Linked DNA regions of Rattus norvegicus: regions 2 and 3 are each linked to region 1. A link is a contact called in public Hi-C data. All regions are on one chromosome and are shown on one strand. The core of a region is the stretch at or near the end of the contact, and the rest is flanking DNA. Distances in the headings are between cores, read along the strand shown.

Region 1 (4,870 bases), core at 1,762-4,261:
ATCACACACACACACACACACACACACACGTGCACACACACACACGATATAATGAAATTCATTACATTGGATGCTGTTTAAAATGAATAAAACTACAGTAAAAATGCCAGTCCCTGAATCTATCTCCATCACGACTCAGCTTTTGTCAAGGGCTGTTAGACAGTCCCATTGGTGCAGCAGTGACAAATGACTCGGGATTACTGACAAGACACAGCATGTTTATACTTCCCAGCTTGATGGCATCTGCCAATTGCCCCTCTCCATGGTCATAACAGACATTTAATAGCCATGCTTAAGGGCTTTAAAATACTTCCTATCCAATCTTCAAAGTGTCTCTTTAAGTATGATGATGCTATTACACTCGATCCTTCTATTCTGATGAGAAGGATGTATTTTTCTTTATATGGATAAACAGGAAGCTTAGAAAATTGAAATGACTGTCTTGGTAAAAGCCTTGATTGAAACCTGGGGTACCTAGCCTCTATTGTATAACTTCTTTCTTAGGGTTGTTTACTTTCTGTGTATAGTATTTTGCCTGCATATATGTGCACTACATGTGTGCTCAATATCTGAGGTCAGAAGAGGGCCTTGAGAGGTTGTGAGTGCTAGGAACTCTTGACCATGAATTTTCCAACCTAGGCTTGCTTTGTTTATTTGAAACCAAGTCTTGCTATGTAGCTCGAGCTGGCCTTGAACTCAGAACCTTCTTGCCCTAGACTTCTGAGTGTGGTATCACTTATGGCTTTATAGCACAACCACCTAAGAGCTATAAAAAGATATAGAACACAAGGGCTGATCTCATGCACTGATTCAGTCTTGTTAGTATTTGGGTGTGGAATCCAGCTCTGCTACTATGGTGAAAGGACAGAATCTTGCCCTCGTCTCTCTACCCAGTGCCCCAGCAGACAACTAACTATTAGCTTTTATTTTTTAATCTGGCCATGCTAAAAAGTTCTAAACCTAAACGTCTAATCACCCACTTTATATTTGTTTGTGCACAGCTTTTGAAGGTCATGAAAGGTTTTGTCAGATTCCTTGGAACTCTCCCTTATCGTTATCAGAGAATGCAGGAACTTTGTGAAAAGATTAACGGGTGCAGCAAATCTCCAGCTTGTGCCTCTACTAGGAATTACACCGAGAGCTGGAAACCATCCCAGGACAGAGTAAAAAGAGCTCAACGTTCAAGACTAGCACCAGCTCACTCTTACTTCACTGAAAACGGTTTTCACTGTAAATGATGATGAACGAGCGACTCGGTTTTTCTGTGTGGGTTGACAAAGGACTTAAATACTGCAAGCCTATTGTCAATCATCTAGTTTTCCTTGCCTGCGTTATCGTTCGCTTTGATGACAATTACTTAAAGAAACCATGCATTGTGCGGCGGCACACACCTTTGATCTCGGCATTCTCCTGGCAGAGGTAGGAGGATTTCTGTGATTTCGAGGCTAGTAAGCGCTACATTGTGAATTCTTGACTCAAAAATGAAGGAAAAGAAAATCACTAGATGTAAGATCTGAATGCATCATGTATGCAAGGGGGTTGTGGGTGTTATGCATGTTTCATTTCGGTTCACAAACCTGGGGCTAAGAGTAAAAAAAAAAGCCCTATACAGAATGGCCCCAGTTATTTCTTTGAACTCTTATTATTTAGCCCCTTTCCTTTTACTGTCTTCCATAGAGGGTTCTTTCGTGGTCCTTAAAAGTGCCAAACACATCCCCTTTTCAGAAATCCTTCTCATTTTTAGCTTTCTTGAAACCAGATAGTTCCAGGACTGGATCGTTCTCATCCTTCAAGTTTCTGCTCAAATGTCACTCTAGGGGTTCTTTTCTGGTCATCCCAAAATAACATCTCCACTCAGATCCGTGTGTGTGTGTGTGTGTGTGTGTGTGTGTGTGTGTGTGTGTGTGTGTGTGTCCATGTTACTGGCAAGCACACACACAGCACAGTGCAGATTTAAAGCGTATTTTGTGGTTTCTATGAGAATAGAGTATATAGAATGGAGGTTGTCTTCATCTGCTATCCTTGGGAGACTTTGTTCTTCAATGAATGAACGTGGCTCTTTGGGACCCTGCGTGTCGTTTCTTCTTCCAACCCGCCCCTTTGCAGAAGTGGTGGCTAACAGAAGATTTGGGTCTCAGTGCCCGGTCCACGGTGCCACGTCCCCTGGGCTGAGCGCTTAGGGCAGGGAGCCACATGTGGAAGCGAAAGCAGGAAGGGGAAAGTCTCCGCGGAGGCAGCGGCTGCCTATCCTATCAGCTCGGACGCACCGGGGCCTTCCCGGCCGGGCTGACTCATTCCCAGCCGGCTCCTCGGCGAGCGGAGGCCGCAAGCACGCCCAGAGACTGCGCTAACCCGCACCCGCCTCGCTCCTCCTCCTCGCGCGCTCTCGCCCTGGGGCTGCCCCGGGAATCTCCACGCGCGCCTCCGCTTCCCCGGAGCCCGCGACCGCCTCCCCAGCCTGGGCCCAGCCCCGCGGGCGGCGCAGGCGCAGTGGGACGTGCCGGCCTCCGCCTCCGCCTCCGCCCCACCTCCGCTGGCTTGCCTACGCCCGGCTCCTCGGCTCTCGGCCTGAGGCTGCGCCGCGACAGAGCCCGCCGCGCAGGGGCGACTGAGCCGGAGTCGCTGGCCGAGCCGAGGCGGCGTGCGGCCCCTGGAGGGCGGGGACGGGCTCGGCGCGCGGTGGGCGTGGCGTGGGCTGCAGGAAGCTGAGGCAGAGCAGAAAGGGGGCAGCAGCGGCTACCGCCGGCCTCCCGCCGAGCTGACAGGCTGGGCGGGCCCCGGCTCTGGGCGAGCTCGCGCGGCGTCGGCGCCTCGGCCGCGGCCCCGGGTCCGGAGGCGCCGGTCCGGACGAGGGTTGCAGGCGGCTCCCGGGTCCGCCGCTGCGGGATGTGAGTGCGGGCCAAGCCCGCGCGGGAGGGCCCCCTAGGGCCCAGCCTGGCGGCCGCTCGACCCTACGCCCGGCCCGGGGGCTCCCTAGACCTCGGCCCTCCCGACACGTCGCGGAGGAGCGGATCCTGCGCGCCTCCGGGCGCTCCTGTGTGGCCCGACCCGTGTCGCCGGTGGGTGCAGTCCCTTGCTGCTGGATGGGGGTGGGGGGCAGCGGTTCTCCCTGCGGTCCCGCCTCCTGCTCGCCACTTAGCCCCCCTCTGCTGGCAGGGAACTTCAAAGCTAGAAAACCTGCGGGTTTCCGACAGCCTAGGAAGGAGTGGCTGGCTGTTGATAAATGCACGCATCCCGGTGTGCCTTAGAACCCGACCCACCCTCTTTCTTATTCTTCTGTAAATTTTTCTAGACGTCTAAACAGCGCTGGGGGGAAAAAGCATCTATTTGCCCCGGGTTTCTGAGTTAGTGACTGCTGTTTCTGTTTTTAGGTTCCTGAAGCAGGCGACGGGAACAAGATGTGAACTGTTTTTCCTCCACAGAAGAAGAGGCCCTTCTTTCCCCTCCCGGGAAGGTGGGTGTTAGATCTCGGGGCTGCCTGGGTGCTGCAGTTAAAGACAAGGGCGTCTGAGATCTGCGAGCCAGTGCCTGCTAGGGAGGCTGGATGCTTGTGTAGAACGACAGGGCTAATTGTTGCTTACTGCGAAAATGGCAGTGTTGAACTTTTCCTGTTGCTGTGGGAGAATAATTGGGTGGTATTTATTGTGTCTCTTGGATCCTTTAAGAAGCAGTCTTTGTTGGCTTTACAGTGTGGTCTTGCAGAGAGGAAAAAAAGAAGTCGTCCCCTTCTCCCCTTTCTCTTTAGGTAGCCCGAGTCTTAATTTTCAAGTAATTAGAAATACGGGTTGAGGGAACACACTGGTTGTTTTTGCTGAGTTTCTGCTGCCACATTGAATGCTTCCTGTATTCACCTGCCTTGTCGGTTGAATGTACGTAGTTTGCTTTCCGGTGGTTACTAGTCTGTCAGAGGAATGAAAGGGCAGGAGCCACTGAGTGTTGTCACAGAGAGGAGGAGAAATGCGAAGAAGGGAAACAGAAGTGGGAATAAGAGAGTGGGAGGTTGCTTTTGGTTTCATAATAGGTTTGTATGAGTGAATTGTTGGCTTACTGCAAATAGTCTGATATAATTCCCAGCAGATTTGAAAATGAATCATCAATTTTTGGTCCTCTTTCTCTATGTCCTCTACCTGTTTACTATTCCAGATATTAAGATCCTTTGGTTGTATGTGAGTTCGCTTGAGTGTGGTGCATCTGCAGACTGGATGTGTCCAGGACTTCTCCTAATAGTACTCAGTAGTCTACAGGCGATAACATTTACCTGGACTGGAAGCTGCCCAACGTGTAGGCTACAACGTGTAGGCGAGCACTCAGGGTTGGTTTTGCCTTTGTGGAGGATCGTGAAACTTGCCCTGTAGACCAGGCTAGCCTCCAACTCAGAGAATCTCCTGCCTCTGCCTTCCAAATGCTGGGATTAAAAGCCTTCGCCACCACCCACCCGGCTTCGTTTCTTTTAGTGTCTTTTCCTTTGTAATTTGAAGGTGTCTTGAATGAGAAAAGCAAACATGTTTTTTCTCTGCCAATAACCAGATAGGTTATTCTTGAAAGATGGACTCCTTTTCTGGCAAAATAGGAAAAGACCATTGACTTTGGAGTTAGATCTGAGTGTGTGGACCTAGGTTAGGATAATGGTGTTCTTTCCGTTTCATGGCTGTATTACTTACAATTTATTTTCTTAGAGCATTGTGCGAGCCTTGGTGGGATGCGTACAGAGTAGTGAATGGTTCGGCCACTTTTGAAAGTCTTAGCTTCTCGTAGCTGGTCAGGCAAAGGAGGTTTCTAGCTGGGCGGTGCATAGGTGGTCAGTCCTGGTGCTTCTTCCACAGAGCATGGAGAAACTGCATGCCAATGTATTTACAGCCTTTGTATGGGA
Region 2 (4,870 bases), core at 1,262-3,761, 220 kb before region 1:
GTTTCTCTGTGTAGCCCTGACTATCCTGGAACTTATTCAGTGGACCAGACTGCCCTTAAACTCAGAGGTCCACCTGCACCTGCCTCCAAACGCTGGAATTAAAGGTGCATGCCACCCCCACCTGGCTTAAAACATTCTTAAACAGAAACAAACCAAGAAAGCATCTCATAACCTCACCCGTGGGAGAGTGGAGGCAGGCGTGTCCCTGGAGCTTGCTGTCTGGCTACTTGCTGAACTCCCTGTCTCAAAAACGAGGTGAACAGTGACTGAAAAATGGCACCTGAGGTTGCCTCTGGTTCCATCACATATCTGCACACACATGTCCATGAAAACACACATGCACACACACGCACACACTCAAAATAAAAGATAGAAAATGTTCAGGCTAGAAGGATGACTCAGCGGATAAGAGCACCGGCTGCTCTTCCAGAGGTCCTGAGTTTAAATTCCAGCAACCACATGGTGGCTCACAACCATCTGTAATGAGATCTGATGCCCTCTTCTTTGTGTCTGAAGACAGCTACAGTGTACTTATATATAATAAATAAATAAATCTTAAAAAAAAAAAAAGAAAACGTTCTCTTTGAGGACAGGCTTCTCTGGAGATGGAATTGATACAATCTAGAATCTGGGTAGGAGGGACAAAGACTGTACAGACCAAAGGAGGGGAGCAGAGCAGCGGAGGCAAACCCCCCAAAGTGCGAGATCTAATATTTTACATTTGCAAAAACAACAGAAGGGGAGCCTAAGAAATAAGAGTTTTGTCATAATGTTTATTTGAAAGGATATATAAGTAAAAATATATAGGCAATCACTAAAATATTAAAAAAATGAACAGAGATTATGAAAACATTAGAAATTCTGTAATGCAAGGTAGTGTTAGCACCTTTGGCCCTTTTTTGCGGACTATAGCATACTGCCTGAAACTAGATAAGTTATAATGAGAAGAAATTTGTTGTCTCACAAATCTGGAGGTTGGGAGTTTCAAAAGCAAGATGGCTGGATCTGGCATGGGCCCTCCTTTTGTGTCTTGCTGTGGTAAAAGGACTGACAGTCCACAAACTATTGCTCTTTATTAAGTCTTTAAACTCACCAATCTCCAGCGTCGTCACAGTGGCAAATTAAATTTAACATGAGTTCTGTAGGCAAAACCCTTCAAACTATGGGAAGCCTTCTGCGATTTCTGCACCCATCTGAGAACTCCCATTTGCCTCAGATACAAAGCACATCCATCCCACCTAAGTGGCTTCAAAAGCCCTAATCCATTTCAACTTCGACTTCCCCTCCAGCTTTGAACCTATGACATCAGACAAGTGACATGCTTTCAAAGCTTAGTGTTGAGACAGAGATGAGCATTCTCATTTAAAAAGAGAAAAACAGAAAACTTTGAGTAAACCCAAAACTCCACAGAGCAAGCCCCATGAGCTGTCAAGGCCTAAAAGCAATCTTTGGCTCTAGGTCTCACTGTCACACCATGGACCAGCAGCACATCGAGGCTCTGGGTGGCTCTTTTGGTTGCAGTTCACACACCTCTGTGGGCTGGAGTCAGGACTGTGGCTCCTCTAGAAAGTCATTGCCCATCTGTGGTTCCATAGTTCTGGGGCCTCAGAGGGAGTCTAATTCCACAATTCCGCTAGGAGTTCTCCTAGTAGAAGCTCTAGTCTGAGATGCTGAAGCAAGCTAGAAATTCAGAAAGAATTCTGGGGACATGAGAAGGGCCCAAAGCTCCTGACTCCAAAATCTGGTCTACATATCTCACTGGCTAAGAGTCAAGAACCACAACACAACTGATGAGGTCAGGAAGATTGCCTACAGAGACGCCACGCTGCTTCTCGGAGATATCTCAACAAGAAAGTTCAGGAAAACAAATGCATCATCGCTGTTTAAGGCAGAACATATTCTGTGACCTTTGAGCTTAACCTTATCAGCGCTTCACTCTGATCCTTTAACCTGAAAGTCCCTCCCATAAACCTCCTTAGGATTGCATATAAATGAGGAAATTCTTTAAGACAAGAGAAAAACAGAAGCCAGTTCATTTTCTACCTTAATTTTAAAACTTTTCTAGGTTTTAATACCAGTTAATCTTTGAACCCGGTTCTAAACTGGTTGTAAATTACATCCTTTGAGCAATGCCACTTCCAAAGCCACAAGATCAGATACCTAGGCTCAGATACATACAAATGCATACACACACTTAGGACGCTTCTCTCTGAATGCTCATGCTTAAATTTAAAGTGCATACTACCATTGCCTAATAAATCCAACTCTATTTCATGCTGACTCCTATTGAAACACTTTGGGGGAGGAGGGCAGCAAGGTGACTCAGCAGGTACAGGTTCTGACTGCCAAGTTTCACAAGCTGAGTTCAATCCCTGAGACCCACACGGTGGAAGGAGAGAAGGGGTGTCACTATTTGTCCTCTGACCTTTGGAATGTAGATGAGGAAGCTATGCCTTGACAGCTTTCGCAGCCTGTGATTCAGAGGTTTGCCATGAGCACGTCCTCAGTTGTGGCTAGGGCTACATGATGAGCCCCAGCTGGTCCAGGAGACTCAGAGCAGAACGCATTGGGCGTTGTCTTAGTCAGGGTTTCTATTCCTGCATAAACATCAGGACCAAGAAGCAAGTTGGGGAGGAAAGGGTTTATTCAGCTTACACTTCCACATTGCTGTTCGTCATCAAAGGAAGTCAGGACTGGAACTGAAGCAGGCCAGGAAACAGGAGCTGATGCAGAGGCCATGGAGGGATGTTTCTTACTGGCTTGCTTCCCCTGGCTTGCTCAGCTTGCTTTCTTATAGAACCCAAGCCCACCAGCCCAGGGACAGCACCACCCACCATGGACTGGGTCCTCCTACCTTGACCACTAGTTAAGAAAATGCCTTACAGCTGGGTCTCATGAAGGCATTTCCACAACTGAGGCTCCTTTTTCTGTGATAACTCGAGCTTGTGTCAAGTTGACACACAAAATCAGCTAGTACAGGCAGGGAACCAACCATTCTGCTCACAGGAGCTTGGTACAGTTAACCTGTGATGGGTAGGACACTGGTCACCTCTGTGCTACTGTGGGGGGGGGGGGATGGAGGACAGGTGGTGGTGGTGGGGTCATTCTCCCAATGCAAGGCAGCTTAGCAATTGGCTTCCTTCTAACCTTGGTAGAGCTCTTCGTCACCCCAACCCCACTATGCTTTTAAGCTTACTTTTCCATTCTTCCCTTGACTAGGCCGGTAGTTTGCTGCGCTTCTATGGCCTGCCTATTTTATTTTATTTCATTTTTCTGGCTTTATTTATTATTTTTATTTATACACTTTACATCCCGCTCACTGACCCTTCTCCCCATCACCTCCAAACACACATACACACACACACACACACACACACACACACACACACACACACACACACACACACTCCTTCCTCCTCTCACTCCTCCTCTGAAAGGGTGGAGCTCTCCCCCTCCCCCCAGCACATCAGGTCACTGTGGGGCTAGGTACATCCTCCACCCCTGAGGCCAGACAAGGCAGTCCAGCTAGAACAGATCCCACAGTCAGACCACAGCTAGCCTGCTTCTCATTAAAAGATAAATCCCAGGGTTGGGGATTTAGCTCAGTGGTAGAGCGCTTGCCTAGCAACCGCAAAGCCCTGGTTTCGGTCCCCAGCTCCGAAAAAAAGAAAAGAAAAAAAAAAAAAAAAGATAAATCCCCCAGCGATGGTGGCCAACGCCTTTAATCCCAGCACTCAAGGGGCAGAAGCAGGAGGATCTCTGAGTCTGAGGTCAGCCTGGCCAAGAAAGAAAGTTCCAGGACAGCCAGGGCTATGCAGAGAAACCCTGTCTTGAAAACCAATAAACAAACAAACAAATTCCATATTTAAATCGCTTTTATTTTCTTCCGTTTCACTCTGCAAAGTTAAAGGAAGTTACACAGCTCCCGGTACACCACGCCCAGAAGGCTCTTTTTGGCAGGCCTGGGACAGAGATGCGATTCAGCCAAGTTCTTTGCCACTCCATAAAGAGGAGGCACATCCTTCTGTTTTCAGTATACCTCAACGTGTGGTATCGCATGCAGTGTCTCCTGTCCATATTTCCAACCACTTAAGGAATCTCCAAGAAGAGTAGAGGTCCCCGACGCCCTCCTCTTCTACCCAGGTCTCATCAGGACCTTTACAGCAGGACAGGCTTTTCCTAGTGTTTACCGAAAACAGCCCAGCCTCCCCCATCCAGTTCCACGTGGCACGTGTCTGCTCCATGCTACCTCTGTTCTCCTTAGCCCATCTAAGGATCTGAAACTGGGCTGTTGTGCTTCAAATAATTTGGTGGCCCACAGCTCTGGAGGCGGGGGAATCCAAGATCAAAGTACACAAGGCAGTCAGTGGATGGACAAGGTGATAGCCATGAAGTTTGACAGGGCGGTGGAGACCACAGGCTCGCTCAGGCTCGCTCGCAAGCCCTCTTGAAGGCAGCAAGTACATCCGGGAGAGCGGAGCGTCCACAGCCCAGCAGCTTTGGCGTCTCCTTTTGCAAAGCTGGTAGTCCTAGCACAGAGAGGCTGATGTAGGACAGCCTTCAGTGAGCCTGTGCTACCGGCAAGCCTGACTCAAAATAAAATTAGATGGTGGCACACACCTTTACTCCCAATACTTAAGAGGCAGAGGCAAGCATATCTCTGAGTTCAAGGCCAGCCTGGTCTATATAGGGAGTTCCAGGAAAGCTAGGACTCTGTAGAGAGACCTTGTTTCAAAAAAAGAGAAAAAAGGTTGTCATGGTTTTTTTTTTTTTTTTTTTTTTCCTGGGACAAACATTCAATGCACGTGAATAAATGCATAGGAAATTCAAAAGTTAAACTTAATTTAATCTAGAAATTTGATATGTGACA
Region 3 (4,870 bases), core at 1,621-4,120, 170 kb before region 1:
TATCATACGAAACTTCTGGATCCCCCTTCATTGGATGCAAAGTGTCATTTATTCACTCTGGACCCACCCTCATTGGGTGCAGGGTCATTTACACACAAGTCATAAAAGGCTATACAGAATCTGCCCAAATGTAGTTTTGAATGTCATTGTAAGGGCTTGGGGACCTAGAAACTCATGCCAAAACTGGAGCAGAATAGTTCCAGACTGAGGCAGAATAAAAGAGCCCTGGGATCCCTGAAGACTCGGGAGAGAAGATGAGGAATGGCAAACTGTGTGTGGAGGTGTGGTTTTTAAGCAGCTTTGTCCAGGTAGCAGTAAAAATTTATTTCTATTCTGGCTCCAAAACCTAATGTCCTGTGGCTTAGCAAAGTAGATTTTTATCCTTCTAAGCATAGAAGTGTCACAGAAGCAATCATGGAGTGAGGTGTATTTCATTTACCATTTAGTTAGGCAAAAGGCCCTAGGAACCAATCAATAAACTGTACAGAATGTAAACGTAGGCGAAATTCTACCGAGCTGTGCTGTAAGCTTCTACTCACTTACAGTGAGCTATCTTGGTATGAAGACAAAATAAGATCCCATATACAAGGGTCTCGTCTCGGTGTGGAAACTTCTGGCACTCACTCTGTAATATCATACAAACATTTGTTGTGGGTTGCTCATTCGTTACTGTTCAGGGATGTGTAGTTGTAGCTTTCTAAACTGAAACAGCATGTCTGTACCGCAGTAAATGATTTTCAGTAATTTGTTACTGTGTAACCAATCACCCCAGCCTCTAGCTTAAAACACTGGCAGTAACAATTTGTGGCTATGCAATGTGGGCAGGACTCAGTGGAGCCAGCTCATCTGTGCCTCAGATGGCGTTAGCGAAGGTGCCTCCAAAGACCAGTCAGAGGGTAGGTGATGAGTGAAATTATCTGGAGGCTTACCCGATACCCTGGCTGGTACTTGATTCTGGCTGACCTGGGCAGCTAGCTCTTTTCCCTGTGTGTGGATTTTGCTGCTATGCTGAACACGGAGCCCCCCCCCCTCCAACCCCCAACACCCCTCCTGCGAAGGTTCAGAAGTCTAAAAGACTAGACAGATAAATGGGGTTCTCATTGTGATTCTGCCATTTATTGTATTGCTTACAAGCTCCCCCACCCCCTTCTAAATCTCGGTTCTCAATTTTTATACGTCAGGACTTATTCTCAATTGCCCAGAAGATGCTGAAGCAAAAATGAGAGTGGACGTAATTTATAGGAGAGCTATTTCCAGCACATATCAGAGAGAAGCTGGAAAGAGATACAGGGAAAGAAGCCAGGAAATGGTGCTTAACCAAGAGGATACCACTGTCAGAAACTGGAGCTTAAAGGACACCCCAGAGTTACCTCCTGGATGAGGAAAGAGAGCCTGGGTATTTCCATGTCAGCTTCAGTTGGTCATTGCTTGAAGACTAGGAGAATTAATACCCCAGTACTATTGGCCTGCAAATTCCAGGTGGGCTTGAAAAATCTAGAAGCAGACGTGAGACGCTGATGGAATAAAACTCAGCAGGTTTGCATTGAAAATAGTGAGCTCTGAACGAGCGTGAGCATTCTTTATTGAATAATTTTTTCTAAAGGTTATTGAGTAATTAAACGAGATAGCATTAAACACGAAAATGAAAAATCCACTCCTGATGTGAAAGTACTCCTGGTTCTTTAGTATTCTTCACAACAGCGTTCAGAGGAGAGTCTAAGGGTCTTAGAGCTTTTCCAACGCTGCCTGTCAGACCACACTTAACAGTCTGACAGAATGGCTAGGGCTGATCCATAGACGAGGTGCCTCCTCACTGACTGCCACCCTTTAGATGCTCCTCCGGGGTTTCCTTGTCACTCTCGCCCGCTTAGGATGGCCATTCTTTCTCCAGCTTCCACTCTGTCCTCCACTGTGCTTTCTGGGACTTAAGGTCTGGTGTTACAGCCCGTGAACGGCTGCAAACCTAACGCTAAGATACTGAGTTCCTAAGTTGGTAGGCATTTGATTGTTGTTGCTGTTGTTGTTTTAATGGAGAAGTGAAACAATACAATATTTAGGAAGGTTTTGGAGTGCAAGATTGGATGACAGGAAAGATGGAAAAGCAAGACTCCCACCCACCCATTCCCCGCGTATGCACCAACATATATGTCTTGAAGTTATTGCAACTGTCCATTTTAGGTCGTGCGAGGTGACAGATCTGTTTTGACACCAAACTCAAAGAATATAAACGAAGGGGCAGATGAGAAGGGGACAAAGCGAGGCCCCTCGTTACAAAATAAGCAGTGTCCTCTTGTCTAAAGGCTCGGGTCCTAATTCAGGCAGCCTCTGACAGCTTGAAAGACTGTAGGCTGCACCTCTGACGATTTCGGCAAGGACCCAGACCCAGCGCTAACAACAGGGTAAGCGCGCCAATCCTGTTCTCTTCTGTTGCAGGAAAACGCGGGAGAGGCTAGCTTTCTCTGCCGGGGCTGCCGCAGGGGAGAAGCTAAGTACCAGCCAACTGCGGGCACCCAGGCGGAGCCATTGCCTCCTTTGGCGCATAGGCCGTGAAAGTCGTGCACAGACAGACCCCCGCGGCGCCTGGGCGCCAGGGTTTTCCCGCAACACTACGCGTTCCCTCCAGCCGCGCGCTGTTGCTGGGGCCCGGGCACCGCCCTCTTTCACTACCGGCCAATGGCGACGCGGCAGGAGCACCGCCCAGCTACAGCGCAGACCAATGGCGACGCAGAAAGGGCAACGCCCAGCTCTCCCGTGGGCCAATGAGAGTGTGCCCCGGCGCCCGGGCCGCCCCAGCTAGGCGAGGAGGCGGGCGAGCGGCCGCTGGCTCCGCCCCGCTCCCCTCTGACCCGGTGTCTAGTCGCTCTGTCTTCCTGTTCTAAACCACGTGGACGCGTCGGGGGCCACTGTGGCCCGGGTCGCGCTCCCCGCTCCTCTGCCTCTGCGGACGGTGCGCACATGGCGACCCAGGCACACTCCCTCAGCTACGCGGGGTGTAACTTCCTGCGCCAGAGGCTGGTCCTGTCCACCTTGAGCGGGCGCCCGGTCAAGATCCGCAGGATTCGGGCCAGAGACGACAACCCGGGCCTCCGAGGTGACTTGGGAGGGGGCGCGAGGAGGGGGGGGGGTGTCCGGGGTCGCAGCCCGGAGTGGCCGCTGGGCGCGTGGGAGGGATGGAGGTCGGGCGGCGCGGAGACAGATCTGTCCGCGAGCTGCGCCACGCGTGGAACGATGCCCTGCGGCTCCTGGTCGCGAATAGTAAACAGCTACACGTTTTCCTGGTTAGCTTGTTGCTACGAATCGTAGGCATCGCCCACTCGCTTCCCTCTCTTGAGTCTCTTGCTTTCGCCATAACCTTTCAGGAGAAAAACAGTTTTTTGGACTAACATGTAGTGATTGAGTGAGTGGATGGACAGATACTGGAGAGCTTGGACAGCAGTTCTTGTCGCTATTATTTATCCCCCCTCGCCCCATGAATTATAAAATTTTATTTTTAACTGATGCGCTTGTTTCTATTAGTCACCGATGTGCGCAGTACAGAAGCTTTGAAATGGGGTTTTGTTGTGTTTTTCTTTGAACTGGAATCTCATGTTGTCCAGGCTGGCCTCAAACTAGGTGTGTAACAGAGGGATGCTCTTCAACTCCTCTTCCTTCTACCTCCACCTCCCGAATGCTGGGATTACAGGCCTGCTACAGAACTCTCAGCAGATAGTTTTTATGTCATGGACCGAGTCGTCTTGACTTAAGGAAAAGGAAGGCCAGACAATAAACTGCAGGCTTCAAACCTCTTATTGATTTATCTGCCCCACAAAGGTAGATAGATAGGTTGAACATTTGAACCCATGTCTCATTAAATGGCCTTGGTTTGCCCCTGTTCCCCTAGAATTTAGGTACGTGTTCAAAGGTGTCATCCAGATCCCTTCAGACTATGACAACTGAATCAATTAAAACCAAAAAGAGAAAACCTGTCTGTAGTCTGAAGGTGGAGCCGGGCTGCAGTTGGTTCAGGAGACCTCCTGGGCCAGTATATTTGTTTTTGCAGAGGTTTTTGTACTAGACAGCTAGACTGTTTCATCATCTGTCTGAATGGTTTTTATAGTTCCATTTCTGCCACTCTTGAAGTTTCGTGCATGGTGACGGAAATAGAAGGTTAGAAAAGGAAAAACAACTAGAAGGCTCAGGGAGATGATGAGTAAAGTCTATCTCCCCTGCACTGCTGGATTGAACACCGGCCTGGCGACACGATCTTACAATCCCAGCACTCAGTGTGCCGAGGCAGGAAGATCTCAAGTTCAAGGCCAGCCTGGGTCACACAGTGAGTTTTTGTCTTAAAACAAAAAAGTGGGAAGCAGAGGCCAGGTGTGTGTCTGAGTTAGAAGCCAGCCTGGTCTACACTTGTGAGTTCCAGCCAGAGCTACATAGTCAGACCCTGTTGTGGGGAAAAAAAAATCATTTAACAGAAACAAAAACGGAAAGCAAACAGCCAAAAACCTCGGAAGTTGAGAGACTACTCTTTCCCCCCGCTCCCTCTACACCCCAGCTTTACATCTGGTCCTTGGGAGACTTTATTGCTTGGGCTGTGTTGTGTTTTCAACCCCAGCCTGGAGACCTTGCTTCTGCTATGGCCACTGGGCACAAGTTTGTTGTCGTTGTTGTTGTTATTATTATTAATTTAATTTTTTTAAATAAAAAATGCTTTAGCCTGGAGACCTGGGCTTTCTTTTACAAATATGTTGCCTGTAAGATAGAATTCAGAGTTGACTGATAGGTGCCTTCCAATATTTCAATGTTTCTAGGAACTCACATATGAGTGAGCTCCTGTTTCTTTCAAAAGCAGGACTTTTACCTTGGCATTTTCCTGAAAGGCTAGGGG

The links. A called contact is a pair of places that touch in the nucleus more often than the background predicts.
Region 2: a contact with region 1 is called in a Hi-C map of the A7r5 cell line, with 3 times the contacts expected there. The contact joins the enhancer-like site here to the promoter of Jak2 in region 1. A contact is called at or near these places in 10 of 12 Hi-C or Micro-C datasets (the A7r5 cell line, the Rat2 cell line, Schwann cells and 5 more) and 1 of 1 datasets of contacts at active chromatin or transcription factors (oligodendrocytes).
Region 3: a contact with region 1 is called in a Hi-C map of frontal cortex, with 2.2 times the contacts expected there. The contact joins the promoter of Rcl1 here to the promoter of Jak2 in region 1.

Annotation. Positions count from the first base shown.
Region 1 is chr1:236,405,894-236,410,763 of GRCr8, forward strand. Jak2 (Janus kinase 2) reads left to right here and starts at 3,012. Exons shown (of 25, transcript NM_031514.1): 1 at 3,012-3,059; 2 at 3,372-3,454.
Region 2 is chr1:236,183,925-236,188,794 of GRCr8, forward strand. No RefSeq gene overlaps it. Among named protein-coding and RNA genes, the nearest start is that of Ak3, 8.2 kb to the left of the region's middle. Within about 2 kb of position 2,512, at least 6 of the 93 cell types and tissues checked have an H3K27ac peak or open chromatin away from gene starts, as enhancers often do. A contact at or near this core is called in the A7r5 cell line, where this site is marked.
Region 3 is chr1:236,235,245-236,240,114 of GRCr8, forward strand. Rcl1 (RNA terminal phosphate cyclase-like 1) reads left to right here and starts at 2,871. Exons shown (of 9, transcript NM_001399456.1): 1 at 2,871-3,091. The coding sequence starts at 2,956.